Regions from separate parts of the Mus musculus genome. Here regions 1, 2, 3, 4, 6 and 7 are each linked to region 5. A link is a contact called in public ChIA-PET, HiChIP or PLAC-seq and promoter capture Hi-C data. All regions are on one chromosome and are shown on one strand. Each heading gives the region's core, a stretch centred on a gene start, on an enhancer-like site or on the middle of the called end of the contact. The rest is flanking DNA. Distances are from core to core; before and after follow the strand shown. Region 1 holds the start of Slc22a21 (solute carrier family 22 (organic cation transporter), member 21). Region 2 holds the start of Slc22a4 (solute carrier family 22 (organic cation transporter), member 4). Region 3 overlaps P4ha2 (procollagen-proline, 2-oxoglutarate 4-dioxygenase (proline 4-hydroxylase), alpha II polypeptide). Region 4 overlaps Tnip1 (TNFAIP3 interacting protein 1). Region 5 holds the start of Fnip1 (folliculin interacting protein 1). Region 6 holds the start of Pdlim4 (PDZ and LIM domain 4). Region 7 overlaps Lyrm7 (LYR motif containing 7).

Region 1 (3,774 bases), core at 646-3,145, 460 kb after region 5:
TGTACTTCACTAGATTCAACAGAAACATCCTATAAGATACACACCGAAGTCCCAAGACTTAATATGAAAGACAGGGATTGGTGATTTTTAATAAGAATCAAATGCATTTCAATACTTTCCATGCCAACTTAATAATAAAATAATAACATAGTCTTACAATTAATTCCATACTCTTTAAGGAAAAGCTTTTCTTACACAACTGGGATCCAATCCAAGGTCTGGTGCATGTGAGGCCACACCCCAGCTCTAAAGGCTTCTACTATGAGCACTGGCAGGGAGAAAGAACACAGGACAGCCACTTACATCTCAACCTCACATGTCCCTGCAAGTACCAATATGTAACGATACTTCAAATTGTTAGTTCTTTATGCAAAACTTGAATCTGACCACGTAAAATTTTTATTTACTAGATCTGGACATTTTATTAATATGGCTGTGACAATTATTGTTGTCAACTTGACAGGGTCTAGAATCACCTAAGAGAGAAACCTCTAGGTGTCTGTGAGGAAGCTTCTAGATCTCATTAGTTGGAGTGAGAAGAGTGACCCTCAGAGAGGCAGCATCTGTTCCATGGCCTTTGGTCCAGGACTAAGTAAGAGGAGAGAAAGCAAGCTGAGCACCAGCATTTCTCTCTCCTGGCTTCCTGACTGAGGCGACTGTGACAAGCTGACTCCTGCCACCCGGCCTTCCCAGAGTGACCGACTCTACCCTCTAAGCACAAGCCCAAACCTCTTCTCCCTTAAATTGCTTTTGTCTCTGTAACCAGAAAAGTTACGAATACAACAGCTACCAAGACAATTTTAATGATAATGTGCATCTGCTGTACACACCTGTTGTCCCTGCTACTAGAGAGGATGAGGCAGGTGGTCATTTGTGACCAAAGTTGCAGGTAAAGCCAGGGAAATACAGTAGGCCCCATCTAAATAAGTAAATAAATAAATAAATAAAATTATAAATGTAACTTCTCATTTCATTTGACAATATTACTTTAGAATTACACAATTGCTATTTTTATACCTTATCTTTTTAATTTTAGGAAATACTATTTGCACAAAACAATGGATTTCATTGTAAGGCTCTGTGTTTGTTTTAAGACGGGTTTCACTGTGTAGTCCTGACTGGCCTGGAACTATGTAGATCACCAGTCAGCTCCTGAATTAACTGTAAAAAATAACTAATTTGAGGGTATAATCCTAGACTAAGATCCTTAATCTTGAAGTTAAATTTTTATATTTGCTTAAGTCGATTTGATGAATAACTGAATGATTTCTTAATCTTTAAAAACATAAAGCACAGAACAGAGCCTAGAAATTGAAATTCATTGCCCACAGCCTCATGACCACAGCCTCAAAATTTGTCTCAATCTCTTAATGATTATTATAATATGACATTATGTGAGTGGGCGTTTTGATTGCATGTATGTCTGTGCACTATATGTGACAGGGGACCAGAAAAGGGGATTAGTTCCCCCGGAACTGGAGTTACCAGAAGGTTGTAAGCCTCCAATGCGTGCTGGGAATTGAACTCAGGTCCATTGAAGGAGAAGACTTTTGGTGGGATACAATCCCTTTCTGACCCATAACAAAAAGTTGAGAGGGTGTTTCATACCGAAATCCTACGCCTTTCTCCAAGTCAACACCCAGCTTGGTCACAACTTCCCCCAAAGGAGCCCTGGGGACCAGCTCGGGGTTGTGGCTTGAGAAGACCCATCCCTCCCTCTAGCAGCAGCTTCGGGGCGGGGACTACAGCGGCCCCGCCCCCAGCCCGACTCGCTCGGGGGGTGTGGCTTGAGAAGACCCGTCCCTCCCTCTAGCAGCAGCTTCGGGGCGGGGACTACAGCGGCCCCGCCCCCAGCCCGACTCGCTTGCTCTCGACTGGGAAGGACTTTACCTCAGGGCGTTCCTCAGCGAACAGCTCAGAGTAGTAGGCAAGGGACTCCTAGGCTCCCTCACACCCGCGCAGTTCTGAAGCCAGGCTCCATCCCGCTTCCGCACTGTCCAGCCAGCTCGGAGACCGGGACCAGACCCGCCTCACGTACAGGCGCGTCCAGTGCCCACTACGGATCACTCAGACTCCTGCCGCGCCCACCCCACGGTTCGCCTCAGGACTGCACGGCCGGCCTTGCAGTCTAGGCCAGACTCCGCGCGGAGTCCATCATGGCCTCACGTCCTCGGTGTCTCTGGCGCTGGCGGGGTCTGAGGCGGCGGGAGGAACTCACGAGCTTCTCCGTGTGGAAAACGTCTCCCGACGCTTTCTCGAACTCCTCTTCGACGAGTGACTGGTGCTCCGCGTGCACGGACAAACCGTGCGCCGCCCACTGCGCCCGAGTATCCTCGGATTCCCGGCGGGACGCCGTGGGCTGCCGACTCTATGCTTGACTACGACGAGGTGACCGCCTTCCTGGGCGAGTGGGGGACCTTCCAGCGCCTCATCTTCTTCCTGCTCAGCGCCAGCATCATCCCCAATGGCTTTACTGGGTTGTCAGCCGTGTTCCTGACGGCGATCCCGGAGCACCGTTGCCGGATACCAGACACCGTGAACCTGAGCAGCGCGTGGCGCAACCACAGTATCCCGATGGAGACGAAGGACGGACCAGAGGTGCCTCAGAAATGCCGCCGCTACCGACTGGCCACCATCGCCAACTTCTCTGAGCTAGGGCTGGAGCCGGGACGGGACGTGGACCTGGAGCAGCTGGAGCAGGAGAACTGCCTGGATGGCTGGGAGTACGACAAGGACATCTTCCTGTCCACCATCGTGACAGAGGTAGGTGACAGCCCCCCTGTCAGGGTCTGGTGACATCGCAGGCAATGGTTGTTCCTTAGTTTAACCACAAGCTCCCTGGTGATGAGCATCCTTTAAGAACATTTTATGAGATGACTTCTAGCCATAGTACGCCCCTCAGAGGACAAATGTCTGGCAGACCATCCGTCCATAGGGTCCCATTGAAGATAGAGTCCAGAAGGTTCTGCCCCTAGGAGATGCCCTGAGACCCTGAGTGGTGGGACTTTCTCGAGGTAGTGATGTGATTCAGAGGGGCCGGATTCAGACTTGCTCCAGAGAAGAGACCACAGGTTTTAGCCTCTGTTCAGAAAGGAAAGACTCTTTGCAGAACTTTTTAAAGTTAAAGAAACGTGTGTTCCAAACTCTCTACCCTTTCTGGAGTTATTCTTTCTTCCCTCACCTATCCTTACCCCAAAATGAAGTCTTGCCATGCCCCAGGAGAAACTGTTTTCCATTTGCCAGCGATGGATTGTTACTTCTTAAGGACCCATGTGTCTGCAGATCTATCCAGGGTGACTTGTTGGTATGGAGTCTTTTCCACAGTATTCTGGGACAAGATCACTGAAGAGGTTAGGTAAGGCATGTAAGGTTACTCTGAAGAGCGATGGAAACCTAATTCCTCATTCCCTTACACTTTATTCTTGGGTGACTTTGACATTTCTCAGTCACTCAGCTGGGGGATGTGACATGCTGTTTAATGGTGCATGTGGATGTGTTTAGTGACTTGGGCACCTGGGGTTTGTACCCACTCCTCTATCCCCATAATAGAAAAATAATCCTCATTATGTATGAGGTCAAGAGGTACTTTTTGGAGCTAGAGAGATAATTCAGTGGATAAGAGTGCTTACTGCTCAATCATAAAGAAAGACCTAATTTTAGATACAAGCCCCTTGGGGAAAAAAATGGAGGAAAGAATTAAAGAGGTTCTCATATAAAGGACCTGAGTTCAGTTTCTAGAACCCACACCAGGCAGCTTTCTACCACCTGTAACTC
Region 2 (3,998 bases), core at 1,304-3,803, 410 kb after region 5:
GATTCGTTTTGTATAGAGGGAAAATGGGCTGATTTACATACCTTTGTCAATGACTGGCAAACAGCTGAGCAGATGGACTCTTGTTTAGCTCTCACAGCATCTAGGTGTCTGGGAGTGGCTTTTAGTGGAGGTGGAGCTATGATATTCTACTTTACCCAGAGGGACCAAGCTCCATTTTCCCAAAACAAGGAGGGTAAGATGAAACTGAGGCATATAAAAAGGGTGGGGCAGTTGCTCCTGCTGGTGAGACACAGAAAGGGACACCAAGAAATGCAGTAATCAAAAACAACTGTTTGAGCTGGCCATAGAGGTGTGTGCCTGTAGTCCCAGTTATTTGGGAGGCTGCAGTGGGAGGATCCCTGGGCCCAGAGGCGTTTAAGACCTGCCTGTACATTTTAGCAAGATCTATATCTACACAGTTGCTAGAATGCCTACCCAGCACTCACAAAGCCAAGTGTTGCATAAGCCAGGCGTGGGGGTGCACATTAAGAATGCTTTAAGAGCATTACTATTTTAATGCTAGTCAAATATTATTTAATAATTTAGTTGGTTAATATTAGTCTTTAACAAGTGTAATGATACGTTTAGTGTTATTAAAAATGCTAAAAACATTTTTTTGTTGTTGTTCGTTTGTTTTTGTAACGTTTTTGGTTTTTGGTTTTTTTTGGTTTTTTTTTTTTGTTTTGTTTTTTTTTTTTGACACATGGTCTTACCATAGCTCAGGTTGGTCTTGAACTTAAAATCATCCTACTTTGACCTACCCATTGCTGGGATTATAGGTATATACTACATGTTTGACATCAGTGCCAACATTTTGAGGCAGATGGCACTGCTCATTCATTGGACCTCAGGTTCCAAGAGGGTTCCTGTGCATGGCGTGGGCACTGACCCTGCAGCCTGCCAAGGCCCAGCTCAATTCTGTGTCTTGTGGTGACTTCATCTTCATTCTGTGTGGTGGCTTCATCTTCTTTGCTCACTCTCCTCAGTCCTTCAGTCTTGTTCTTTGGGAATCATTCTTCAAAAAATAAACAGCTAGTTCTTGACTCTGTTTATGTTTGTTAGTAATTTGAAGTGGAAGAACAGAACCTAAGTGAGATTCCGACCACAACACACCACCACTCAAGCATTTCAGAAGTAAAGAAACCCTGCGAGTACTCTCACTGGATTAATAAGCACGGATCCAGGCACAGAAGTGCACAGCTTTAATCCCAGCACTTGGGAGGCAGAGACAGGCAGAGCTAGCTCTGTGAGTCAAGACCAGCCAGGTCTACATAGCAAGTTCCAGGACAGCCAGGGCTACATCCGAAGACCCTGTCTCAAACGAACAAAAGTAAAAAGCTAGTGTCCTGGCATACTAGGAGATGCGGCTTAAATGACAGGAAAAGAAATGTAAGTTACTGGTGGGAAGTCAGCCTAACAGTAGGACTCATGGGGGAAACTAACAAAAACAAAGAAAAAAGCAGAAGTCTCCTTCAGTTCCTTGCCAGAGTCTGATGAGACAACCCGGTTTGTGCAAAGTGTTGGGCTACTCAGCCTTACAGTCTCTCCAGGCCTGTGGATCCCAGGCTAGGGGAGCCCAGCTCTAGCTTGGGCTAGCTTGTACACTGTGCCCAGGACCTTAGATGTGAATACTGAGCAGAGAGAGAAAAAAGGCAATCCCGCTTTTGGTTACCCTGCCAGTTCTGAGGGCCAAATCTCACCAGTTTGTCCTCTCTCTGTCCCTTCCTCCCTCTGTTCCTAGACTAGAATGGGCCTTTCTGCAAATAGCCTTTCAGTCCAAGAAGGCTTTGGCACCGTGCCGCAATAAAGGACTCCGGGTGCCCCGAGAGTGCAAAAGGACAAACACCGAGCCCAGGCGTGGTGACTCCTCTATGCTCCCTCAGTGGGCCGACTTCCCTCTGGTGTCTCTATAAAGGCCACAGGGAATCTTTCGAAAGGACACTAGAACGACTCAGGGGCCCGTGATCCAGCCCTTCTAATCCAGGGCGCGCCTCTGACTCAGCATGACCTCGCACATCCTTTTCTGGCTCCAGGTCCACAGTCGCCTCTTTGCAAGGTGAGGATCCTGCTTTTCCAAGGACGCTTCTCGGGCCGCCGCCGTCCCGTGATGGACTACGGCCATGCTAAGGTTCATAAGTGAGTTCCCACGCTGGTGTGTGTGAAGAGGTGGCGCTCCTGTCCCCCACACAGGTCTCTTGGGAGCGCAGACTTGATTAACTGACCGGTCCGCCTGCTCATAATCCAGGCTGGGATTGTGGAGCAACGAACTCCTGCTCCGGGCTAGGCCTGGCTTTCGGGACGCTCCTCCCTGTCGCTCTCCCTCCCACGTGGGGCCGAGAAAGCCGGAGCTCCTAGCTGCACGCGCGTTGTCCGGCCGATTCCGGGCGGGAGGCCTGCGTGGAAGGCCGCTGGGTGCAAGGAACGGAGCAGGAGGCTGAGCCGGCCCGAGAGCTCCGCCCAGATCGGTGGAGTGCAGTGGCCTTTCGCTGCCTAGCCGCACGGGGGTGTGGTCCAGAGGACTCGGCTTCCCGGCGCTCCGCGCCAACCCCTGGGAGTTTTGCAGCACCCACGGCGTGTTTGCACGCAGCCACCTAGGAAGATCCCCTCAGCGCGCCGCAATCGCTGAATCCTTTCTCTCCACCCACCTCCCTCACGCAAGCTGAGGAGGAGAGGTGGAAACATGCGGGACTACGACGAGGTGATCGCCTTCCTGGGCGAGTGGGGGCCCTTCCAGCGCCTCATCTTCTTTCTGCTCAGCGCCAGCATCATCCCCAATGGCTTCAATGGTATGTCAGTCGTGTTCCTGGCGGGGACCCCCGAGCACCGTTGCCTGGTTCCTGACACTGTGAACCTGAGCAGCTCCTGGCGCAACCACAGCATCCCCTTGGAGACGAAGGACGGACGACAGGTGCCTCAGAGCTGCCGCCGCTACCGACTGGCCACCATCGCCAACTTCTCTGCGATGGGGCTGGAGCCAGGACAGGACGTGGATCTGGAGCAGCTGGAGCAGGAGAGCTGCCTGGATGGCTGGGAGTACGACAAGGACATCTTCCTGTCCACCATCGTGACAGAGGTAGGTGGTAGTGCTGGAGCTGGACATTGGGAATGGAGACTCCGTTGCATCCGTGCCCCCAACAGCCCCTGACAGTGCCTGGGTCAGTGTCACCTACTGTCTCAAAACTTCCAGGCACAGAGTGGGGTTGTGAGTGTATTCTCAGCGCACACTCAGAGCTGATGAATTTCTGTGTGGCATGGAGGGGATGAAAAAAAGAGAGTGTTGTCATCAACTGCCTTTTCCTTTCTGAGTTTCACAACAGAGTTTCCCAAGAGCCCTGGTGCTTCCCTGGGCAGGCCAAACCAGACTGTCTTGATTTATAGTCATAGCTATTTCCTTGCTACAGAGAATGGCTACAGTGGTCTGTTGATGGACACAAGGAAGGGTCTTGAGACAGAAGGGCCTCTATGTCGAGGCCCCCACTTTCTCGAAAAAGAGGCAGCAGCCCCTTCCTTGACACTGGTTGGATGTAAGGAGTCAAAACTAGAACCTGGCCTTTGGACACTCAAGGAAAGACCCGTACTTCTGAGGGAAGTGTAAGCTGGTGATCAAGGCTCCAGCTGAGCCCACTGCCTTACCTCTAAGTGATCAGGGAATAGGTTCCCCAAGTCACCAGAGTCTGAATGTGGACCTACTACTCCCTCTTAGTTTCCTGCTGCGTATTTGCTGAGGACCAGGTCATAACAGATAAGACAAGCACTGTTTCTGGCAAGAGCATCACCCAGAACTGATTACCTGCTGTTGGTCAAGCTGGTAGAAAATCTGCCTTCCCACCATTGCTGCTTCTGGTCTGTCTTTTTTTTTCCCTAGGCTGGTTAAACAAAAAACCAACTAGGTTCCTCCCAATGAGATCTCTGGGAACAACAGCCTCAATTTCTTATCTCTTTCCCTCAGCACTACAGAGCAGTCAACAGAAAATGTGTCTGGCCCCAGGGTGTAGACA
Region 3 (3,957 bases), core at 956-3,455, 320 kb after region 5:
TGACCAGCTACCCCACCCCATCCCACCACTCACCTTTTGGAAACTCTGTAGCTGGCAACAGTGAGGACACCTGTCTTGGGGTCACGCACAGTGGCTCGTGCAAGCTGAAAGGGAGAAAGAGAGGAATCCTTCTTGGTGTTGGTGTTTTCCCAGAGAACACGGAGGGCACACAGTAGGGCGACGGCTGCAGAGACTGACTCTAGCCAAGGTCCCATGATGCTATAGTCTAGTCTCCACTTTCCTCTGTGCTCAGAGGCCTGGCACACCCTCCTTGCTCACTACCCCCACCCCCACCCCCACCCCCACCACCTATCAGGTCTATGCTGCCGGCACTGTTGTGCTTATGAACTCTGCTTGGTTCATGCATTTATATTCCCTGAACAAGGCCTTCCTTGACAGGCCCACACAATAGTCTGGGCTTTGATGATTCCACAACACTCAGACTCAACCTGAGGCTTCTCTTGACTTGGTCAAGTTTTCCCACCCTTCTGCCAAGAAGCTATCCAAATACTGTCTGCTGTGCCTCCTGCCTTGCTGGGCTCCCACTACTCAGCAAGGAGACAGTTTCCAGTCTCTTGGGGCCCTCCTAGAGTCAACAAAGTAAACAGCAGGAATCTGAAGTATGTGGGTGCAGAAGCCACCCATTATGGGCAAACCATACATACACACATGTGCACACGTACACACAAACACACATACACACACCCTTTACCCTAGTTCCCAGTCTCCGTATAAAGGCTTAGCAAGTACTGCCAGCAGGGATAGACGTGTCTACAGCAGGATACAGATACCTTATCTGTGGTGTGGACTGTCCTAGTGGGCTCAGATGATGTGGGCCTGGTAAGGAAGACATGTCCAGACAGAAGTACAGATGAGCCAAACAGAATATTGCTGACTCTTGCTTTTAATAACTATTTGATTGGTACCTACTGTGTGCCAGGTGCTAAGCTGGGTGACCGAGACATGACGTCTGCCATCATATAACTTGGTCAAGTGGAGACAGTAGAAAACCGGTCAGGTAATTGTAGCATACTACTAAAAGCTCACGGGTGAGCTGTAATGTCCCGTGGGAGAGCAGCCAAAGGATTGCAGTGGATGGGTACGGTGGAGAGCCAGGCTGATCCAAGTCATTATTCTCTGAGGCTCTCATGTGTGGAAGGAATGTCTGAGTCTTGGTGGGCTTAGTAATGGCCTGGGACCCTGGCCTTGGGGAGCTGAAGCTTTGGATCCTAAAACCAAACCCTTCCCACCCTAGGGGCCTATAGTTGTCAGTCCCAAATTTGTGTGCTCCTCTCTGATGCCCTGTATTCCCCTTGTGCAACACTGCCTGATTAGCTTCCTGCTGACTTTGTCATACTGTAGGATAGCTTTTCAGTGGCACTGTCTCACTTATACCCTGAAAACAGTATATACGGTGCCAAACTTCTTTAAAAGCTGTGTGACAAAAGACATATCTTATTCGAGACCTCCTGAGCCCACCTGTTCTATCTTCTTTATCTCTGAACCCCCTGGTCCTTCCTCCTTAGGACCGTGCCCCTCTACTGGTACAGGTTAGGGTACCAGGCACCTGGAGTCCTGTACATTACAGCAGCGGGGAAGGCCCGGGATGAAAGGGCACTGGCTACACAGGCTGAGGCTCCAGGATGTAGTGAGATGAGGACAGGCTGGGGGGAAGAAGAGATGAGGTCTGCTGCCATCTTATGGTCAACCTGAAATAGGGACAGCCTTATGTAAGGGAGGGATGGGACGGCTACAATATAAGGACTATTGTGCCACCTTATGGAAAGGTGACACAGAAGAGACCAGAATGGGGGAAAAAACTAACAGAATGCTTGAACAAGGATCAGGGCAAGAGATGGCAGTGGCCTGGAACAGGAGGTGACAAGAGAGATGGAGAAGAGAGCCATAACGGAAATGTGGTAAGGAAGTAAATTGGCCCATCTGGTCACTTTGCGTCATAACATTCTAATGTGAAGATGGCAGCCAGCATACCCAGCGAAGACGGGTTCCCCAGGCTATGGTCCTTCTCTGAGCCTAATGGATAGTCATCCCTGCCTGGTGACATCCATCGCCACTAGACAGTGCAAACATTGGAGCCTCAGCATTGGCCTGGTGCCCGAAAAAAGACTTTGGGCAGCTGTGTTCTGCCCTGGGGACAGACGGGGCTATTTTGAAAGCAGACTGGGGACTCACAGACAGCTGCCAGGCATTCTCCACAAGCCAAGCTAAGCTCATTGGCCCCACTTCAAAGCCAGAATAGCATCTGTCTGTCCTAGCCTCCGGAAAGAAGAGGTCAGTGAATGACGGCCAATGTGTATGCTTGTCACACGGCTCCTGTTCAAAACACAATTGTCCCAACGCCAGCCACCTTCCTGATTCATGCTTCTCATGTATGCACATGCACACAGAGAAATGTTCAATGTCTGAGACTAAGGCAGGTAAGGAATCTCTGGAGATTTCGGCTTGACAGTGCCTCTCTCGGTTAGAAACCCAGAAAATAGTTTTCTTTTCTCGAGGACTTTGTAACTGACCCAGGAAGTGAGATGAGTCCCGGTTACAGTTGTCTATACACGTTGACTAGACTGACTCTCGGTGACATCTGTGACATGAGCAAGACCCTGTCTCCAGATGTGCTAGGTCTTCAAACCAAGGCTGTGCTAAGGTTCTGGAGGCTAATACAGGAACCTCTGAGGTCTGCTCATGAGCAGAAGTCCTGGCCATCTCAGTCACTACAATTCTACTACACACAAAGACCAGAGGAGCCAGCTAACTCCTCCCTCCCCATGACCTGTGATGGGAGAACATGGGGGAAATGGCAGCCCACAGTTCTCTTCAGAAGAGATTAAATGGGATCAAGTCATCTATGGGCTAGGCATCCAAGAATAATTGTATCAACCTGACATATATACAAAACCAACAGTCAATAAGCATACAAAGCAGAAATACCAGTTGGATTTCCATGATACTCAGAAACAAGACAAGGATGTCTGCTGCAAAAATGTTGTAGAAGTTCCAGGCAGCTCAATAAGACAGTCAAGGCGAAGGAGTTGTATTAGGAAGGCAAAATATCTTCTTGCTTGCAAAGGACAATCCTACTGAGATAACCCAAGAAAGTCGGCCCAAAAAAGGACTAACTTCTACCACCTCTGGTCCACACAGGCCAGTTTTCTCCATTTTCTCAAGGGAAAATAAACTCTAATTATCACCATGAGGTACATTTCAAAACAAATAGTTAGGCATAGCAGGCTAGGAGCATGGAGCGGCTGAAGGAGTGCTTGCTTAACACATGAGGCCCTGGGTTTGATTGCCTGCATTGTAGAAAATGCTATAATATTATACTTCTGTAATTCTGTAATTCTAGCCCTTGGGAAGTGGAGGCAGAAGGGTCAGAAGTTCAAGGTTATCCACATATTCAGATAGAAAGATAGATAGATAGATAGATAGATAGATAGATAGATAGGTAGATAGATAGATTGATAGATTGAAGCCAGCCTGAATTACATAAGACCCTATGTTAAAAAAAAGAAATATGCAGGGGCTGGAGAGATGGCTCAGCAGTTAAGAGCACTGACTGCTCTTCCAGAGGTCCTGAGTTCAATTCCCAGCAACCACATGGTGGCTCACAACCTTCTGTAACGGGATCTGATTCCCTCTTCTGGTGTGTCTGAAAGTGTACTCATATACATTAGATAGATAGATAGATAGATAGATAGATAGATAGATAGATAGATAGATAGATAGATGTAAATAATTTAGCATATAATAGTAAACTAATATAACAATGTAACCAGTTAAAATACTCCCGAGAAGAAAATTCACAAAAACAAACCAAGGACTACTAAGCTTAGTAAAAAATGTATAAAGTGTGTTTGAACTGAAAAAGTAAACATATGAATAAATGGAGAAGATGAGGGATATCCAGATTGTATGGATGTATATCCTCCTCCAAGTCAGACA
Region 4 (3,805 bases), core at 728-3,227, 500 kb before region 5:
GATGACCTTGCCAGACCCTGGTTTCCTTTCTTTAAAACAGGAATGCTACGAGGCTGCCATGAGAACACCGTAGGGAGTTAAGGCTCAGTGGGTAGAATGCTCACTAGTGTGCATGTATTCAGCTGCTCGGAGTAAACTGCACGGTGGCACATGCCTGTAACCCTGGAGTTGGGAGTTGGTAGCAAGAAGATAAGGAGTCCAATGTCATCCTTAGCTGCATACTGAGTTTGGGGCCAGCCTCTGAGCTGCGTGAAGCCAAGTTTGAGGTCAACATATGTTACATGAGCCTCTCTCAAAACCCGAAAGAAAGCACTTGGTTAACTGAAAATTCTTTCTAGATCCCTGAGGCAGAGAACCATGACCACCTTGGAGTTTTCCTAGTAACTAGGTCTGCAAAGGGGTCTCTGCCCAGGCTCTGGACTCCATTACCCAGGCCAGGCATTTCACGTGACTTCTTGTCTTAAAGGGACAGCCTCCCTTTTCTCTAAATCAAGAGGGAACTCAGTCAGAGGGCTTCCATCTTCCTGGGGGCTGGGTTCAGGCGTCTTCCCTTCTAGGTTTCTTTAGCCACAGTCTTGATTTTCCAGGACAGGATACAAAGGTCCAGGTACATCCTGCTACCAGCACTGCCGCCACCACCACCGCCACCGCCACCACGGGAAACTCCATGGAGAAGCCCGAGCCAGCCTCCAAATCTCCGTCCAATGTAAGTTGCATTTGGAGCTGTGACTGGTTACCTAAAGCTCTTCCCGCCACACATCAGTCTGGAGCGCTGGGATGGGACAGCTTGCCATTTTGAGGTGAAAGTCATGGTTCTCATGACCAGGAAGGTCCTGATCAAACAAGGAGTTTTCTCTCATTTCCTGAGCTATCTAACGTGACCATGCTCACTAACTGGGCACAGACACATACTTCCAAGATGCTCAGAAACCATGTGCTGCAGGCTCAATGGAGAAGTGTAGCCTGGCATCATAGGGCCAGATCCTTCAGATGGTCAGAAGGTGGGTCTTTTCCAAGCTGAGACCACAGATGGGGTCATGGTGGCTCTGACTGGTGGCCAGCTGGGCTGGTTTCTCCCATCTGTCCTACCCCATCCAGGACAGGGAAAGCAGGTCAGGAGGGTGTTTTTGGTTTGGGGGTTTTTTGGTGGGGTATGAAGGAAGAGGTATATGCGTGGAGTGTGTTCTGGTGAGGACAGAGGAGGGCATCAGGTCTCCTGCTCCTTGCTTTATCCCTTACATCTCTTCACTGAACCCAGAGCTTGCCATCTCCAGATAAGCCAGTACCCCAGGGATCCTCTTGTCTCTGTCCACTCCCGTGCTGAGCTGTGAGTTAGGGATGCCCAGCTGTGCTGTTTATATGGGTGCTGGGAAATCCCAAGTTAGGTCTTCCTGCTGGTGTAGCGAATGTTCCACCCACTGAGCCATCTCCCCAGCCCCAGTCACGCCACATTTAAGGGTCTCTTAGAGCCAGGTTCAGATGAACTCTGGGCTCCTCAGCTGATTGAACAGCCAGTGAAGTCTGCGCCTTGGTTGATGACACATTGCAGAGCGGCCTTAGTGTTCTCAGGTCAGTCCTCTCCTGGGATGACCTTTGGGTTGAGTTGGTGAGGCTGGTGCAGGGCCTCCCTTGGTGGTGGCTGTAGTAGCTGCTGCCAGCCAGGGTGACAAGAGGCACCTGAGCCCAGGAGATAGCTTGGTTGCTTTGGCAGGATCTGCCAGCTTGTGCAGAGTCTTGGCTTGTGTGTTGACTCTGTGAACTTGGTTTCCTCATCCGTTCCAACACACACACACACACACACACACACACACACACACACACACACACACACACACACAGAGAGAGAGAGAGAGAGAGAGAGAGAGAGAGCAAATAAATAATACTGTTTCAAGGTTGGCTCGACCCACACCCCTGTTTCACTGATAAATAATGGCCATGGAGGGGTATGACCTCAGATCACAAGGAGGGTGATGGCAGTCCTGTGGTTCTTGGGTGATCTCATGAATAGTGTGTGACTATTGCCTCTAGGAACTCTGCACTGTTTGCCCTTCTGTCTTCCTTGGGGGCAGGGTCCGTTTATCATGGGCAGCTACTAACTTCCTTCTACCTAGGGCGCCTCCTCGGACTTTGAAGTGGTCCCTACTGAGGAGCAGAATTCACCCGAAACTGGCAGCCACCCTACGAACATGATGGTGAGCAGACAGGCATCCCCGCCCCCACCTCCAGCACATCCTTTTCTTTCCTCTCTGTCTGTCACCTGCCCTTTCGTGACACGACACTCAGATCCCTTGGGTCCCCTGTAGTTACATGGGGGACACAGAGGGGCTATAGCATGGGGTGCTTCTTACTCTCATATGCAAATCCCCCGCTGGTGACTTCCCCAGCTTGGGGCACACAGGCACCCCACTGTTGTGAAAGCCTGGGCCACTTGCCAGCCCCACTGGCCTCTGGACCAATCACCTTTCTGTCAGTTACAGTGACTCAGCCTCTTGGGTCTGTAGGTGTGGAAAGGGTCGGCCTGGTGCTGATGGGAGGGGTGGGAGTGATTTACCCTTTTGTGCTTGTCCTTGGCTCCTCCCAGGGGCAGATGGCCCGGAGGTTACACTTTGTGTTCACAAGTGGGGTGCACGCGTTTCTCCAGCTTCGGAGGGGCTGCTCAAATCCACATTCCTACCTTGCAGTGTTTAACCTTAGTCCAGCCGTGCAGTCCTTCTGTTCTTTCTTAAAATGCCAGACTTGGAGAGCTGCTGTGAAAGATCTTCAAGATTTGTCAGAGACCTTAAAGTCCTGTCTTTTCCTCATCCCTCCCTCCTATTTAATGTTTGCTTTATTCTGTTCTGTTTTGCTTTGTTTTCGTGTGAGGCAAACCTCTTGCCTCTTCTCCTAAGTCCATACCATGAAGCATGCCCCACTATAGACCATTAAACTGTTGCTATGCCAGCTCTACTTGGCCTCCCCTTCACCTGCAAACACCACCCCATCTCACACCAGCATTTAACCTTCAGTGCTGAGAGGATCGCCCTGTCAGGATGCTCTGTGTTTTGTCTCCTGGGACCATATGCATCTCGTCCTGTTCTGTCCCTGAGGACTGAGACATGACTGAGAGCAGGCGAGGTTCCCTCGCTCAGAAAGGTTTCAGCGCGCAGTCATGGGCTGATAACTTACCTTTTCCATTAAAGTCTGTCTACGCCAGCTCAGGAGTACACCAACTCCTGCTGGAAGCTTGTAGGCTACTTGGAGAAACCTGAGCACTTGATACACCTCCAGAGATCAGCCCTGGCCACTCCTAGTCCTTTGTGGTAGGAAAGGGACGTGCAATTGGAGACTGATTCTGCTTTTTTTTTTAATTAGAATGTGATGCTGATAGGACACAGGCCGAGCATTCAGTTGCCCAGAGCTCACTAGCAGGTCCTAGAGCCCTGGGTTACAGTGAGAAAATCCCAGTTGTAGGCCTGGCTCTGCCACTCTGCCATGTACTGACTGGGCTGCTATGAGCAAGTTCTCTGTCAGGATACATCATTGTCTCAGCCTGAGGGAACCGTAGCTCCCTGTGGCTCTGCTCTCTGATTCCCTGAAGTATTGGGGTTTGGGAGGAATCTGCTGGGTGATTCCTTGCCTGAACTTGGGGGTTGTGGTTGGGGGTAGGAAGTGGGTGGGTGGGTGGGGGGAACTGCTGGGTGAGTCTGTGAACTATTTTAGAGGAGGGGATCCGGAGGTGATGAAGAGTGTGAACATTTGGGGTAGATCAGGATATATAGAAATGAGGTCCACAGAACCCTGGGGTCTTGCAGGGGGCCTTGGGCAG
Region 5 (4,274 bases), core at 778-3,277:
TTTATATGAAATGTTCAAAAAGCCAAAATATAACAAAAGAAAGCAGACCAAATTGTTCTTGGGTGAAAGGGGGTTAAGGACTGTGGAAAAGGAGGGAGCACAAGCTGACAGAACGAATGGTTGTGAAGGTTCAGTGGAGTGCTGAGTATAAACTGTGTTTGTCTGTCAGCCCTCATGGGACAGTAACCTTCCCCGTGTATTCATCTTTTATTGTATTTTAATTATATATCAAGGAAATTTTAAAAGCTGGATTAATTAGATCTCAAGTCACTAGGTATGTGATCCAGAATTCTCATTTTCTCACATTACACTTGTACACATCTTGTTTTCAAAGCAAGTTTTCACGATGAACTGCAGGTATTGGGCTTCCACGCTGGAAAAAGGATTATAAAGTCATCTCTACATTGCTACTTGCTCTATCTCACAAGGTTACTGTGAAATGAGATAACTGATGGGAAAGTTCTTTGGCAGCAGTAAAGTCTTACACAACCATATAGAACACTTACTCAAAAAGTAGATTTTGGTCACATTAACAAATTGAGACTCTTGTAATCTTGGTTACCCAAAGTCAGTCTCTGCACAGAAATAGAAACAGTGGTCTATTCAAATGTTATCTTTTAAATCTCTCTCCAGAGGCTGCTTCCCGGGTCTCTGGTTTTCCTAGGTGTCCCGGTGTATTATCTGGTGTTATCTGCACTTTCGCTTTTCAAAGGAAAAACAACTGTCAGATGACTACGGCACAAGACATTTACTTCCCATTACGAAGAAAAGCCACTGCCATGAAAATTCTTTTGTTAAGCTTGTTTCCAAAACGGTAACTGACCTTTTTCTCCCATTAAATATCAGTTAAATTACTTGCCATTTGATATTCAATCTCACACATTGTTTCCTGATGGGATCTGTATTATTGACAGCGTGGATAATTTGAAAAATATTAAAGCCTCTAAGACTTATGTAGTGCAGTCATCTGATACTTGGGCTTGCTGCAAAATTTGACACTGTTTCCCTTTTACTATTACTGTACAACTGAGTTCTCGGCCATACAGCCAAGTTTGTCTGATATGTGACATTTGGCCTAGTTACATGCGAAAGTTTCCATAGCGCATTATGGAAGACAAAACAATATCTTCTTCAAATACAATTCCACGGCTGAATTTAACCATTGAGCTAAGCTTCTATATATCTGACAATTCTAAAAAGTTACTGTACCAGCAACAGGTACTGCAATCAGAAAGAAACAAAGCATGCAATCACAAACAAACACACACACACACACACACACACACACACACAGCTACCGTTTTCCATTTGCAAGAAACTCCTTTTCAGTAACAGGTGTAAGAAGGGAAAGAAAATTCGACAGTAAGTTCTACCGCAAGTCCTCCTCGAGTCTGGTCAGTAGTAACCCTAACCACTTCGGTTTCGCATTTCTCCTTCGATAACACTAAGGTCGCTCGGCAAGAGAACTGCACAGCTCCAATTTTAGTTTCCAAGAAGCCTGACAGACCGCCAGCCTGCCCACTCGCTCCTCCAGCCTCCTCAGTGCTCCGCAGGTTGGCCGAACGCGCGACAGTCTGCACAAAGCCACCCGAGGGCTGCGGATCACAGGGAGACAGCAGCTCCCGGCCGGGCCCCGGAGGCCTGCGGTGAGGTCGCAGCCCGGGCAGCGTGCGGACCGACAGCCTCCCGAGGCCGCCGTGCTGGGGCTGGGGACGCGGCGCGTGGCGCGGGCGGGGCATAAACAGCCTAGCGAAGAGGGCAGGGGACCGCACGCCCCGCCCGAGGCCGCGACCCCTCGGGGGCCCGCGACGCCTCACCTGAACGCGCAGTCCGGGTCGCGGGCGTCTCGTCCCGGCGCGCCTAATCCGCTCCGCTTGCTGAAGAGCTTCTGGAACAGGGTGGGGGCCATGCTGGCCGCCGCAAGACTGGGGTCGCTCGGCTGGGAGCTCGCAGGAGGCCCCCCGCTCCTACCGCCACCCCGCCACCCCCATGGGCGCCTCAGTCATATGACAGAAATTAGTCACTTCAAACGGCCACGGCGCGCGGGGCGGAGCGCGAGATTGAGGTCGCGGCGATTGGCTGGCGACGAGCCGTATCACGTGGCAGCAAACTGAGCGGGGGGCGGGGTGGGGGTGGGGAGGCGGGGCCGCCTGCCATTGGCTGGCTCACGGGTCCGTCACGCGGCCTCTCACGGGGCGGGGCGTGCGAGGGCGCGCGCGGCTGGGTGGCAAGAGAAAGCCTCTGGGACCCAGGCCCGCCTCTGACCCTCCCAAACTGCTAGGGCTCTAGGAGGAGACCTAGGTCTGTGACTTGAGGTGCGGTTTCCATTGACGCCCGCACTTAGTCTCTAGGAAGATCTAGCGACTGGGGGCTCAGGCTCGATCTCCTTGGTAACCAAAAAGATCACAAGCAAAACCAAGAGAGGCAAGCAGCCGTAAAAAAAAAAAAAAAAAAAAAAAAAAAAAAAAGACATCTATCTAAAAATATCTAACCCTTTATGCTAAGTATTTAGAATTTGAAAGACTGCGGTTAAAGAGCTCAGTAGTTAGAGGCCCTGGGTTTGATCCTCATCACCAAACAAGAAGTTTAGCAAAATGTCTAAGAGAGACAATCAGAACTTCCATGAAACAAAGCTGTATATCTTTAATATCTGGGTATGAGGAAAGGAGGAACTGTAACATTGTTACCAAATGGCAAGACTGCTCTCAAAACGGAAAATACAGCTCACGAACATCCTTCCAGTCTTATCAAACCATCAGTGTTCAGATCAAATTCGTCATCCGTTTACCAGGATGAGGGATTTCGTACAGTGGAATGAAGTTCTCTGAGAAATGTGGATGAATGTGGGGAAATACTGGTGTATGTTTGCAAGGGTAGACAAAGACGCTTGAGAATTTCACTTAGCTAGACATAGGAACCAAATCTTTAAGAAGTTGTCAGCTGATCTGCAGTTGAAAAAAAATAAATAAGTAGCCCTTATTTACATGGGAAAAAGAAAAAATGCCGGGCAGTGGTGGCACACGTCTTTAATCCCAGTACTTGGGAGGCAGAGGCAGGCAGATTTCTGAGTTCAAGGTCAGCCTGGTCTACAGAGTGAGTTCCAGGACAGCCAGGGCTACACAGAAAGATCCTGTCTCGAAAAAACAAAACAAGAAAACAAAACAAAAGAATAAAAGAAAAATTAGCAGGATATTTTTATATCGTTAATAATTTATCACTGGTCAGCATGTTGAGCTGTTACAACATGTTACAAAGTCTCATGTTACAAGACTTTTTTATATTTATTGAGACAGGGTCTCTTGCTGGCCTGGAGCTCACCAAGTAGTGTAGGATGACCTTTCTGCTTCATCTTCTTTGACAGCACAAGAATCACAACCTTGCATTCCTTTGCCCATCCTTGAAGTAGATTCTGGGAATGGAATGCAGGTCTTCTTGTTCACACAGCAAGCACTTCATCTCCAGAGCTGCCTTCTGAAGGTGTTGGAGGAGGAGGGAGAAGTCTCCAGTTCACTCTCCTGTCTCCACCGCTCCAGTACACAAGACATTTAAAAAGCACTAATTATAGATAACTAAAACGAGAATTTGCAGCCAAGCAGTGGTGGCATACACTCTTAATCTCAACACTCTGGAGGCAGAAGAGGGTGGATCTCTGTGAGTTTGAGACTAGCCTGGTCTACAGAGTGAGCTTCAGGACAGCCATGGCTACACAGGGAATCAAAAAATAAATTTGCTCATTGCACAAATTTAAGTTCTGTATACTGGGGATCAACATTAACAACAGAAAAGTTAATTTTATAAGCAAGAAGACTGTAAATGGTAAGGTAATTGCAGAAAGTGATTAGTGTTACGCAATTAATGAACTAAACAATGAAATTATGTCACAGGAAGGTCTTTCTGAGAATGTAGTGCAATAGTTAGATTTTATTCATAGGTCCTTTGTAAACTGCTCATTTCAAAAGTTCCTGGGTATGGTGGTTTGAATAAAAATGGATCCCATAAGTTCATACTCTTGAATGCTTGGTCACCAGAGAGTGGGACTGTTTGAAAGGATTACAAGGATTAGGGGATGTGGCCTTTTTAGAATAGGTGTGGCCTTGTTGGAGAAAGTGTATCACTGGAGTTTGCTTTGAGGTTTCAAAAAGGCCACACAAGGACCAGTGCGCTCTCTCTCTCTCTCTCTCTCTCTCTCTCTCTCTCTCTCTCCCTCTCTCTCTCTCTGCCTGCAGATAAAGATGTAGCACCATGCCTGCTATGCACTATGATCCCAGCCATGA
Region 6 (3,846 bases), core at 510-3,009, 370 kb after region 5:
AATCCACTATGAGGTGCATTGGAAAGGGAGTTTCCACAGATTCCTGAAGAACTATGTTCGTCTCCCCACCACTCCCCACCTCCCCTGCAGCAAGGTTCATTGCTGTCACATATACTGTGGCTCTTGAGGGTCCAGATGAGAGGTCTCTGACCACGGCCCATGCTCTACATTCAACCCTCAGGACAACCAGTGGTTGGTGGTTGAACCCCTTCTACTCCACTTAGAAGGATCCAATGGCTGGGAGCATCTGGTTGCCAGCCCCCAGAGACCATGCAGGGACCATTCTGTCGGTCCTTCCCATATGCCTGTCAATGTGGGACCCCTGTTTGCATGAAGCCGAGCACAAACCTCTGCCACACAGTATTGCGAGCCCAACATCTGTGTGTCCCTCTCACTCTCCACACACTCAAGCATGCATCCGTGTCACACACTCAATCCATGTCACTCCTCTCCCACCTGAGGGGATAGCAGCACCCTCCCTACCAGGAGGACATCCCGGCCTGGGACCTCCTACTTGGTACCTCTCAAGCGGCCTGGGATCTCCTACTTGGTACCTCTCAAGTTGTCCTACTCTTTGTCACCAGGAAGACATCAGGACAGACACCCCTACATTGTAGCTCTCTGACAGTTCTTCTCTTTTCCAGATGTAGGAGATTCAGTGGTCCCTCTCATCTCTTACCCTGTGAGCATCAGCATCACACACACACAGTCCGAGTCACTCACGTGTCACATGTCACAACAGGGTAAGAGAGAACACAGGGTTGCCAAGAATATTGACTAACTAGGATCTTGCCTCCTCTGGGTATGGAGAAGCAATTGATGGCTGATGTGGTCAGACTGAGGTACCCAGAGAGTAGTCTGGCCAAACCATTGTACCTCCAGAAGCTGTTAAAGGACATCCGGGCACACAGTGGTTGGAAGTGAAGACTTGGGGAAGAGAGGAGCCCTGGAGAGTGGGGTGGGGGCGAGCTCCAAATACTTCTGCTCCTCCACTGGGAGACAGGCACTGCTCCAGCCTGCTCTCCTTTCCAGAAAGCTAAGAGATACAACACCCCTGGCAGACAAGATGACCTGAAGGGAGATGGAAACAAGACAAGGCCCAAGAAGCCGAGGGTGGGGGGTGGGGTACCTGGAAAAAAAAAACATGCGCCTTGCTTCTAGATGCCAGAAAAAGGTCAACTCCTCTAGGAGATCAGCTTTGCCTTTGCAAACTAGTTTGGGCACCTTTCTATTTCTACTGCACCCACGCCCCCCGTAGCCCACCAAATAGATCCATGGCCTGCTGCTGTCTTGGGTCTGTGTCCCTAGTCCAGGGCTTCTCAAGCCCAAGGTTCTAAGTGTGCCGGTGTTCAGAGGGTTCCATGCGCTGAAAGGTGGGGAGGCAGGTTGGCCCGCCAGAACGTGGAAGTGGTTTGGGAACAAGGCACGGCCCCATCCCCCATCAGAGCCACCGCAGTCCTGCATCCCTCCCCGGGCTAGAGCACCGGCCCGTAAAAGCGACTTCAAAGGGCCGGTGCCTAGTGTCTGAGTTTCCACAGCCTGCTCGGCTCCTCAGCCAGGCAGAACTCAGACATCCAAGCGGACCCTATTCTGGGGGCTTCAATAAGCGGGTGGGGGGTGCGGGGTTTAGCCTGGGAAAGTGAGGGGCGGGTCCTCGGAGCCCCCAAAGTGGGAGGGTCGGGAGTCCGCGGGACCAATCGGTGTGCGCGCGGGGCGCGGGCACGAACGGAGGGGGGATCGGGGGCGGGCAGCCCGGGGGCGGGGCGCGGCGGCCAGGCGGCGGCAACAGCGGCGGCGACTCCTCCGTGTCCGGCTCCAGCTCTGGCTGCAGCTCCGGCCCGCGATGACCCACTCGGTGACCCTGCGCGGCCCTTCACCCTGGGGCTTCCGCCTGGTGGGCGGCCGGGACTTCAGTGCTCCCCTCACCATCTCGCGGGTGAGTCCGACCCCCGCGGGGCAGCGGGGTAGTCCCGGGGCTTAGACCTTGTCCTTGTAGTAGACCCAGGACCCAGATCCTCGACGTGTCGAAAGCTTGAAAGCAGAGTGTTGGTCTTGGTGACCCACATAATGTGAAGGGGGGTTCCAGCAGGGCAACACAGTCCCACCCCGCTTCCCGCACAGCCTGCCTGCCCCGTTTGGTGGTGAGAATCCCCAAGAGTTCATACACCAACTTCCCGCTGCTAAGTTTCTTTAGGGGAAGTTGCTGTGGGCCAGGGAAGAACCCTCAGACATGGGCCAGGAGTCTGGACAGCTCTACAGAGGCCCAGAAACTCCTCAGATCCAACCCTGCCTGAAGTTTTGGGGCAAAGTAACTGAAAACCCACTTCCCCTGTTAAAGGTCCGGGTGGCCTTAGGAGGGTCTTGCTGTCCTCGGAAGTCCACCCACTTCCCCACTCTGAACTTCAGTTTCTCCTCTCTGGCCTCAGTCACTCTGGGGGAAGTGACCAAGAGGGACTGTTAGCTTCCAGGCAAGGGGGAGACAATGAGGCATGGTTCCCCCTCCTTACAAACCAACACAAAGCCATGGACCAGGACAGCCTCAGCCCAGTTCCCCACGGGTCCCAGGATCATACCCTGCTCCTAGATCTAAGGCAGAGGCAAAGAGGAGGGGGCACAGCCCTGGAGAGGGAGTTGGTCTGAAGATAGAGCAGGGAGGAGCTCCGGCCTGAGGCAGGGATTCCCCAGCCTTGGAGCCAAAAGAGAAGAGAACCCAGGCTCTGCCCTTAGTGGCTCTGGGTCCAGAAGGAGGGGACAGATGTGGACATCCCTTCACCCCACAGAGGCTGCTTGAGTCTTTGGGGAAGTGTGTCGGGGGACTGGAGAACCACTTTGCTGCTTCTTCTGGCCCTGAAGGCTGGGCTAAGCTTTCGAGATTTCTTTTTCAGTTCTTGGGAAGAGGTAGTCACTGGGTGGGTGTGGAATTGTGGAATCCTCTATATGGGGGCCTGGGTGACAGGCAGGACCAGCTGTCCTAGGAGGCTTCCAACATCTGTCTTTACCACTAGGTCCCTGGGGCCAAGTGAGGTATGCCTTCAGCACATCCCTGTGACTTTCATCTCCTTGTTCTCCCTAGAGATCCCCGCTGGGGGTGGGAAGTGGGGGGGGGGGGGCAGAGCATCTATGTCTGCCTGGTGGGTCTGTGTATCTACAAAGAAAGAACGGTGAGGGTGTTAGGCCAGCCGGCAGGCCAGGCACCCTGGGTGTGAGGCCGCTGACAGGCTCAGTGGCCGTGGCTGACTGCTGGAGGCGGCTGAGAGCTAAGACATCTGTTGCCCACGCGGCTGCCTGTCCAACAGGGAAAGGCCTTCAGTCGTCAGCAGAGGCTGCCCAGGCCTTGTTTGGCACTGATGGGGACTTGGTGGGAGGAGATGCAGGCCCCTGATGGACCATTTGGGAGAGAGGAATCCCCTTTTTCCTCCAGAGTCATGTGGCAGGAGCTCAGACATACGGAGCCAGGGTAACTGAGCCTGGGTTAGGGTGGGATTTGGGAGATTTACAGAGCTGGGGAGGTACAGGCCACAACTTGCCTAGCAGGTACCTCAGGGGCAAGAGTACAGGGGTTGGTGATATAGGTGGGGGTGCCCTCACGAAAGGGCTTGTAGATCCTTTCTGTGTTCTCTCAGAGCCCCTCCTATGTTTCCAGAGTCTCCCTTACCCAGAGTCCAGTAGAAACGGACAGCCTCATGCAGACAGTGGGTGGCTGATTGTTAAGCTGGGCTGGGAGCTTACAGTCTTGGCCCAGGAAGTGTCTAGGAACCCCAAGAATAATGTGCAGGGCTTCTTCCTTATAGACAAACTGTAATGACTACTGGTCTTCAAGCATCACAATGTGCCAGGCCCCACCCT
Region 7 (4,112 bases), core at 1,589-4,088, 410 kb before region 5:
CTTACGAGAAAGGGACCTGTAGAACTGTGGTTTTCAAGACCAGTGCAGCCTTACGGAAGCACTCTTAACCTTAAGGGTTACTCTGTCTGATTGTTTTTGTTGTTGTTGTTGTTTTTTGTTTTGTTTTGTTTTTCTGTTTGATTTTCTTAACAGATGATGAAACTAGGTTCTGATGTGGAATTATTGCTCAGAACAGCTGTTATTCAAGGAATTCACACAGACCATGACACACTGCGTAAGTAAAGTGGGAGAAAAATGATTGCTGATGGGATGTTCCAAAATAGTGAACAATTACTGTGAAAGAACCTAGTGGGGAAACCCCCACTCAATTCTCGATTCGGTGCACACCCAAGAATCACGAACAGACGACCATCTTGATGTAAAAGCATGAGGTAGTTTAATGACGGAGCTCCGGGCTGACACGTATCTCACACAGGAGACAGTGGTTTCTACCCCGAGGCTTGGAAGCTAGGGACTTTTATAGAAAAGGGGTGGGGCTGGGGAGGAATTGGCGCGGTTTTACATGATTGGTCCATTTAAACATCAACAGACTGTCAGAAGGGCGGGAGATAGGGAGGCACTAGGCCAGTCAGGACATGTAAAGACGGGCCTGCCCGGGCATGTCCTGGCCTGTTCTGCTATGTTCTCAGCCCCAGGTTTTAAAGCTCACAAACAACTCTTTGGGCTATTTGACATAAATTACATGAATCACATGTCTCAAGTTTTATTTCCTTTCAACTGTACCTTTGTTTGTCTTGGTTTTATTTGTTGTTATTAATGTTTAAGGGTTTGTTTTGTTTTGTTTTTTGAGAAAAGGTTTCACTATGTGGCCCAGGCTATCTTAGAACTTACAGTGTAAATCAGGCTGGCTCTCCTGAGTGCTGGGATTAAAGGTGTGATCACACCCACCATATTACTCCTTAACATTGACACCAGGGATCGAAGTCAGATTCTCAAGCTTTCACCGCAAATATTTTCCTAACTGAGCCATTTTGTTGGCCCCCTGTTTTTTATTTTTATTTTTAAGTTTATTTTTAGGTGTTTGTTTGTTTGTTTGTTTGTTTGTTTTCAAGACAGGTTTTGTGTGTGTGTGTAACCCTGGCTGTGTGAAACTTTCTCTGTAGATCAGGATGGCCTTGAACTCACAGAGATCTGCCTGCTTTGCTTACCAAGTGCTGGAATTAAAGGGGTACACCACCACCTTCCAGCCAACCATTTTTATATACCCATATTCATTAATTTTTCTGGCAAAGTTTATTATCTACCTAGACTCAGTCTATTCCTTTACTTTTTATTCTATAATTTGTTATTTTAGTTAGAAGAATTGCAACTATAGGAATTGAAAATGTACTTAAGAATCTCAAGACTCCTACTGGAGTGTTAGCAAAATCTCATTGCAGATTACAACTTGACGTGTGTGTGTGTGTGTGTGTGTGTGTGTGTGTGTGTGTGTGTATGTGTCACATGCATCTACATACATACATACATACAAGAGGAGGTCAGAAGATAGCTTTTAACACGTGGGTTTGAGAAATTGAATTTGGGGTGCCAGGCTTGGTGACATGCACCTCTACCCATCTAACAGGCCCCTTAGTTAGCAATTGTCTGCTGACTAAGGAAGCGTGAACACCTTCAGTTAGTGCAGGTCAGAGTGTTCTCTTTATAAAGTACCTATTGAAGCCTCTGTTCACTTGTCTCTCTTTATTGACGTAAAGGAATTCTGTGTGTTCTAAATACAAACCTTTTGTTGGATGTGTGCAGCCTAAGAGCCTTCTCCCGTGTCTTTTCCCTTTGAGGAGTTCCTTATTTGAATGGAGGCTACTTGGCCTATTTTTCTTTTCTGGTGGGTACTTTTGGATCCTGTTGTAGAATACTTAAATATCAAGCAAGGTCATGGATGGATTCTTCCGTGCTTTGTTCCAAAAGGTAGCTTTTGGTTATCTACCAAAGTTGGATTTGTGTGTTTTAAGAGCACTCGGTACACCCTCCTCCCACTGTGAGATGAGCTTCCACAGCAAACTAGATGACTGAACCGTGTAAAGGCTCTTAACTCTTTCTCTAAACAAACAAGAACTAAAACCTGACTCCTTCACCTGTGCAGCTGCCGTGCAGACCCTCCGCACACAGGATTTTGGGTTTCTCCTGGTGTACAATTAGCATCTCCTCCCTCTCTCCCTCTATGGGAAGGCAGCATCTCACATTCCTTTTGTTTTGTTTTGTTTTGTTTTGTTTTTATTTATCTTTGAGATAGGGTCTCTCTGTGTAGCCCTGGCTGTCCTAGAACTTGCTACATAGATCAGACTGGCCTCGAATTCCAAGAATCTGCCTGCCTCCCTCTCCCAGTGTTGGAATTAAAGGTGTGTTATGCTAACAGGCTGGGCCTAATATCTCCTGTGTCTTGAAATCACTTCCAGAAAACCCATCAGTTTCCTGGGCAACTTGTAGCAGATCTGCAAGCCTCACCTGATTGTTTAAGATAAGTTTCAAGATTGGTCTCTTTGTTTTGGAGCTGGCTGCTTGGAGTAAAATCTTACAGACATTCTTCTCATTCTAGCCTAGTCAGGGTGCGATCACTGTGACTTGGCAGCTATGATTAGTATCTCGTCCAGTCCCAGAGACTCCTAAACTAAGCTCTCCTCATGGCTGTAGCTTCGTGGTCAGAACTTGAACAGCTTTATAGAAAGGAGTCTTTATAACATAATGGAAGGCTGTAGCTTTGTGGTAAAGTAGAAAAACAATAGCAGCCAATTTCGGAGATTCTTCACACCACTTACCAGTGTTGGAAGACTGAAAGTTAATGTGACCAACAGACAGCTGCTTTAGCTGTAGCCATGGTGATAAATGTTTTCCCACAGCCTGGAGGCGTGGAAACAGGAATACATTTTGGAAGCTGCAGAAGTCTGGACTTCTCAAACGAGTGCTTTTCTGATAGGGAACATGTCTGTCAGCTCTGGCATCTTCTCAGTCTGCTGTGACTTCCAGGTCATGTGGACATTAAGAGGGTCTCTGGGTGAGCAACTGTTGAAAAGCATCCTTCAGGGAAGACCACTTGGACACAGGTTCAAGACACACCTTAGTTAGGGACTTTCCCAGAACTGTGGACCTTGATGAATGAAGTCCTTTTGTTTCCTGTGGCAGATGTCGCTTCCCCTGACCTGGGTCCAGGCCTGAATGGAATGCCCATCATGGCGTCCATTGTGCTGAAATCTGCTCCACAACAATGGCAGTTCATTCTCTGAGAGTTCCACATCCCACACACCACTTTCCTTTGTTAGTTCCTCTGCTTCTGAGCTGCTCTCTGGTAGGGACAGTTGCACCTTCCAGCCTTTGATAGTAAAGTATCTGAATTCGACAAATGTTAAAATGTTAAATGGAACCTCAAGTGAGTACGGCAAATCGCAGTGGCCATTACTAAAAGATGACTGACTGTCTTTAGTGCTTACAGTTGGGTCAGGATGCCTGCTTGTGGCTTCGTGTTTCTGGAAGCAGACTTGAAGTTTCCAATTTCTGAGCAAGATTGCATTGCTAAGGAACCCAGGCTTGTCTGGTTTAAGTCTACTCTTGACGCCTTCCCTGGTCTCCTGAACTCAGAGTAACAGGAAGTGGACTGGGACAGCTTCTGAAGACCCCCCAAAGAGGCTGTCTTCCCCAAGATCTCCATCTCCCCAGGACAGGAAGTGGCTCAGAGTGCGGTCAGAGGGGGATTTGAGTCTCTTGAAACTAGATTTGGTAGTGCCAAATTGGCAGGCTGAGGAATTATTCTGTTATTAAGTCATTATCTTTTCCTGTCCCGGGGATGAGGATTTTCTGTGGCCTGACCACTACCACGATTCCCAATCCCATGTTTTTATTCTTCATCCCGTCCTTTATTTCTAACTAAAGCAGCATCAGTGTTTACCGTGTGAGCCACAAGTAGACCCATTGGGTAGAGCAGGCCAGCCCATTAACCAGAGCCTCAATATGAATCCTGGTGAGGCTCTGGGGACAGGTAGTAAATGAGAGTGTTCTGTGACTTGCTTATTGCCCATGTTCATGTCCAGAGAGGGACATCAAGGAAGATATAATGTGATTTCCCAGACGCTCTGGCATCTTCTATAAGCACCTACCTACTG

The links. Promoter capture Hi-C pulls out the DNA fragments that hold promoters and counts their contacts. ChIA-PET counts read pairs in DNA pulled down with a chosen protein or histone mark. HiChIP or PLAC-seq counts read pairs in DNA pulled down with a chosen protein or histone mark.
Region 1: a contact with region 5 is called in an H3K27ac HiChIP or PLAC-seq map of extraembryonic endoderm stem cells, with 6 times the contacts expected there. The contact joins the promoter of Slc22a21 here to the promoter of Fnip1 in region 5. A contact is called at or near these places in 11 of 39 promoter capture datasets (the 3T3-L1 cell line, 3T3-L1-derived adipocytes, cranial neural crest and 4 more), 4 of 484 Hi-C or Micro-C datasets (cortical neurons and embryonic stem cells) and 8 of 115 datasets of contacts at active chromatin or transcription factors (bone marrow-derived macrophages, craniofacial prominence, embryonic stem cells and 4 more).
Region 2: a contact with region 5 is called in a FOXA1 HiChIP or PLAC-seq map of pancreatic cancer cells. The contact joins the promoter of Slc22a4 here to the promoter of Fnip1 in region 5. A contact is called at or near these places in 3 of 39 promoter capture datasets (cranial neural crest, hippocampal neurons and neutrophils), 1 of 484 Hi-C or Micro-C datasets (myeloid progenitors), 9 of 115 datasets of contacts at active chromatin or transcription factors (bone marrow-derived dendritic cells, bone marrow-derived macrophages, embryonic forebrain and 6 more) and 1 of 9 other capture datasets (adipose tissue).
Region 3: a contact with region 5 is called in a promoter capture Hi-C map of hippocampal neurons, with 2.1 times the contacts expected there. The contact joins the enhancer-like site here to the promoter of Fnip1 in region 5. A contact is called at or near these places in 3 of 39 promoter capture datasets (embryonic stem cells, hippocampal neurons and maxillary cranial neural crest), 1 of 484 Hi-C or Micro-C datasets (cardiomyocytes), 5 of 115 datasets of contacts at active chromatin or transcription factors (embryonic forebrain, embryonic stem cells and forebrain) and 1 of 9 other capture datasets (embryonic stem cells).
Region 4: a FOXA1 HiChIP or PLAC-seq map of pancreatic cancer cells shows a contact between it and region 5. The contact joins the enhancer-like site here to the promoter of Fnip1 in region 5. A contact is called at or near these places in 1 of 39 promoter capture datasets (pre-B cells), 3 of 115 datasets of contacts at active chromatin or transcription factors (embryonic stem cells, memory CD8 T cells and pancreatic cancer cells) and 1 of 9 other capture datasets (adipose tissue).
Region 6: an H3K4me3 HiChIP or PLAC-seq map of embryonic forebrain shows a contact between it and region 5, with 4 times the contacts expected there. The contact joins the promoter of Pdlim4 here to the promoter of Fnip1 in region 5. A contact is called at or near these places in 3 of 39 promoter capture datasets (frontonasal cranial neural crest, hippocampal neurons and stem cell-derived epiblast-like cells), 4 of 115 datasets of contacts at active chromatin or transcription factors (embryonic forebrain and embryonic stem cells) and 1 of 9 other capture datasets (embryonic stem cells).
Region 7: a contact with region 5 is called in an RNA polymerase II ChIA-PET map of memory CD8 T cells, with 11 read pairs. The contact joins the enhancer-like site here to the promoter of Fnip1 in region 5. A contact is called at or near these places in 2 of 484 Hi-C or Micro-C datasets (B cells and embryonic stem cells) and 4 of 115 datasets of contacts at active chromatin or transcription factors (craniofacial prominence, embryonic limb bud, embryonic stem cells and 1 more).

The regions. Positions count from the first base shown.
Region 1 is chr11:53,978,454-53,982,227 of GRCm38.p6, reverse strand. It overlaps Slc22a21 (solute carrier family 22 (organic cation transporter), member 21), which reads left to right and starts at 1,895. Exons shown (of 10, transcript NM_019723.3): 1 at 1,895-2,763. The coding sequence starts at 2,371. Gm30927 (predicted gene, 30927) reads right to left here and starts at 2,197. Exons shown (of 4, transcript NR_168634.1): 1 at 1,891-2,197; 2 at 831-919; 3 at 196-268.
Region 2 is chr11:54,026,659-54,030,656 of GRCm38.p6, reverse strand. Slc22a4 (solute carrier family 22 (organic cation transporter), member 4) reads left to right here and starts at 2,553. Exons shown (of 10, transcript NM_019687.4): 1 at 2,553-3,073. The coding sequence starts at 2,681.
Region 3 is chr11:54,120,804-54,124,760 of GRCm38.p6, reverse strand. It overlaps P4ha2 (procollagen-proline, 2-oxoglutarate 4-dioxygenase (proline 4-hydroxylase), alpha II polypeptide), which reads right to left. Exons shown (of 16, transcript NM_001136076.2): 10 at 34-104. Among named protein-coding and RNA genes, the nearest start is that of Gm12223, 19 kb to the left of the region's middle. Within about 2 kb of position 2,205, at least 62 of the 459 cell types and tissues checked have an H3K27ac peak or open chromatin away from gene starts, as enhancers often do. A contact at or near this core is called in forebrain and hippocampal neurons, where this site is marked.
Region 4 is chr11:54,934,848-54,938,652 of GRCm38.p6, reverse strand. Tnip1 (TNFAIP3 interacting protein 1) reads left to right here. Exons shown (of 19, transcript NM_001199275.2): 5 at 588-706; 6 at 2,112-2,192. Among named protein-coding and RNA genes, the nearest start is that of Tnip1, 26 kb to the left of the region's middle. Within about 2 kb of position 1,977, at least 149 of the 459 cell types and tissues checked have an H3K27ac peak or open chromatin away from gene starts, as enhancers often do. A contact at or near this core is called in embryonic stem cells, memory CD8 T cells and pancreatic cancer cells, where this site is marked.
Region 5 is chr11:54,435,932-54,440,205 of GRCm38.p6, reverse strand. Fnip1 (folliculin interacting protein 1) reads right to left here and starts at 2,027. Exons shown (of 18, transcript NM_173753.4): 1 at 1,818-2,027. The coding sequence starts at 1,909. It overlaps LOC115487771 (a long non-coding RNA gene), which reads right to left and starts at 1,811. Exons shown (of 2, transcript XR_003949675.1): 1 at 1,299-1,811; 2 at 1-575.
Region 6 is chr11:54,066,930-54,070,775 of GRCm38.p6, reverse strand. It overlaps Pdlim4 (PDZ and LIM domain 4), which reads left to right and starts at 1,759. Exons shown (of 7, transcript NM_019417.3): 1 at 1,759-1,936. The coding sequence starts at 1,844.
Region 7 is chr11:54,844,702-54,848,813 of GRCm38.p6, reverse strand. Lyrm7 (LYR motif containing 7) reads left to right here. Exons shown (of 5, transcript NM_029327.5): 4 at 154-235. It also overlaps the pseudogene Gm18818. Among named protein-coding and RNA genes, the nearest start is that of Gm31490, 13 kb to the left of the region's middle. Within about 2 kb of position 2,838, at least 127 of the 459 cell types and tissues checked have an H3K27ac peak or open chromatin away from gene starts, as enhancers often do. A contact at or near this core is called in B cells, embryonic stem cells and memory CD8 T cells, where this site is marked.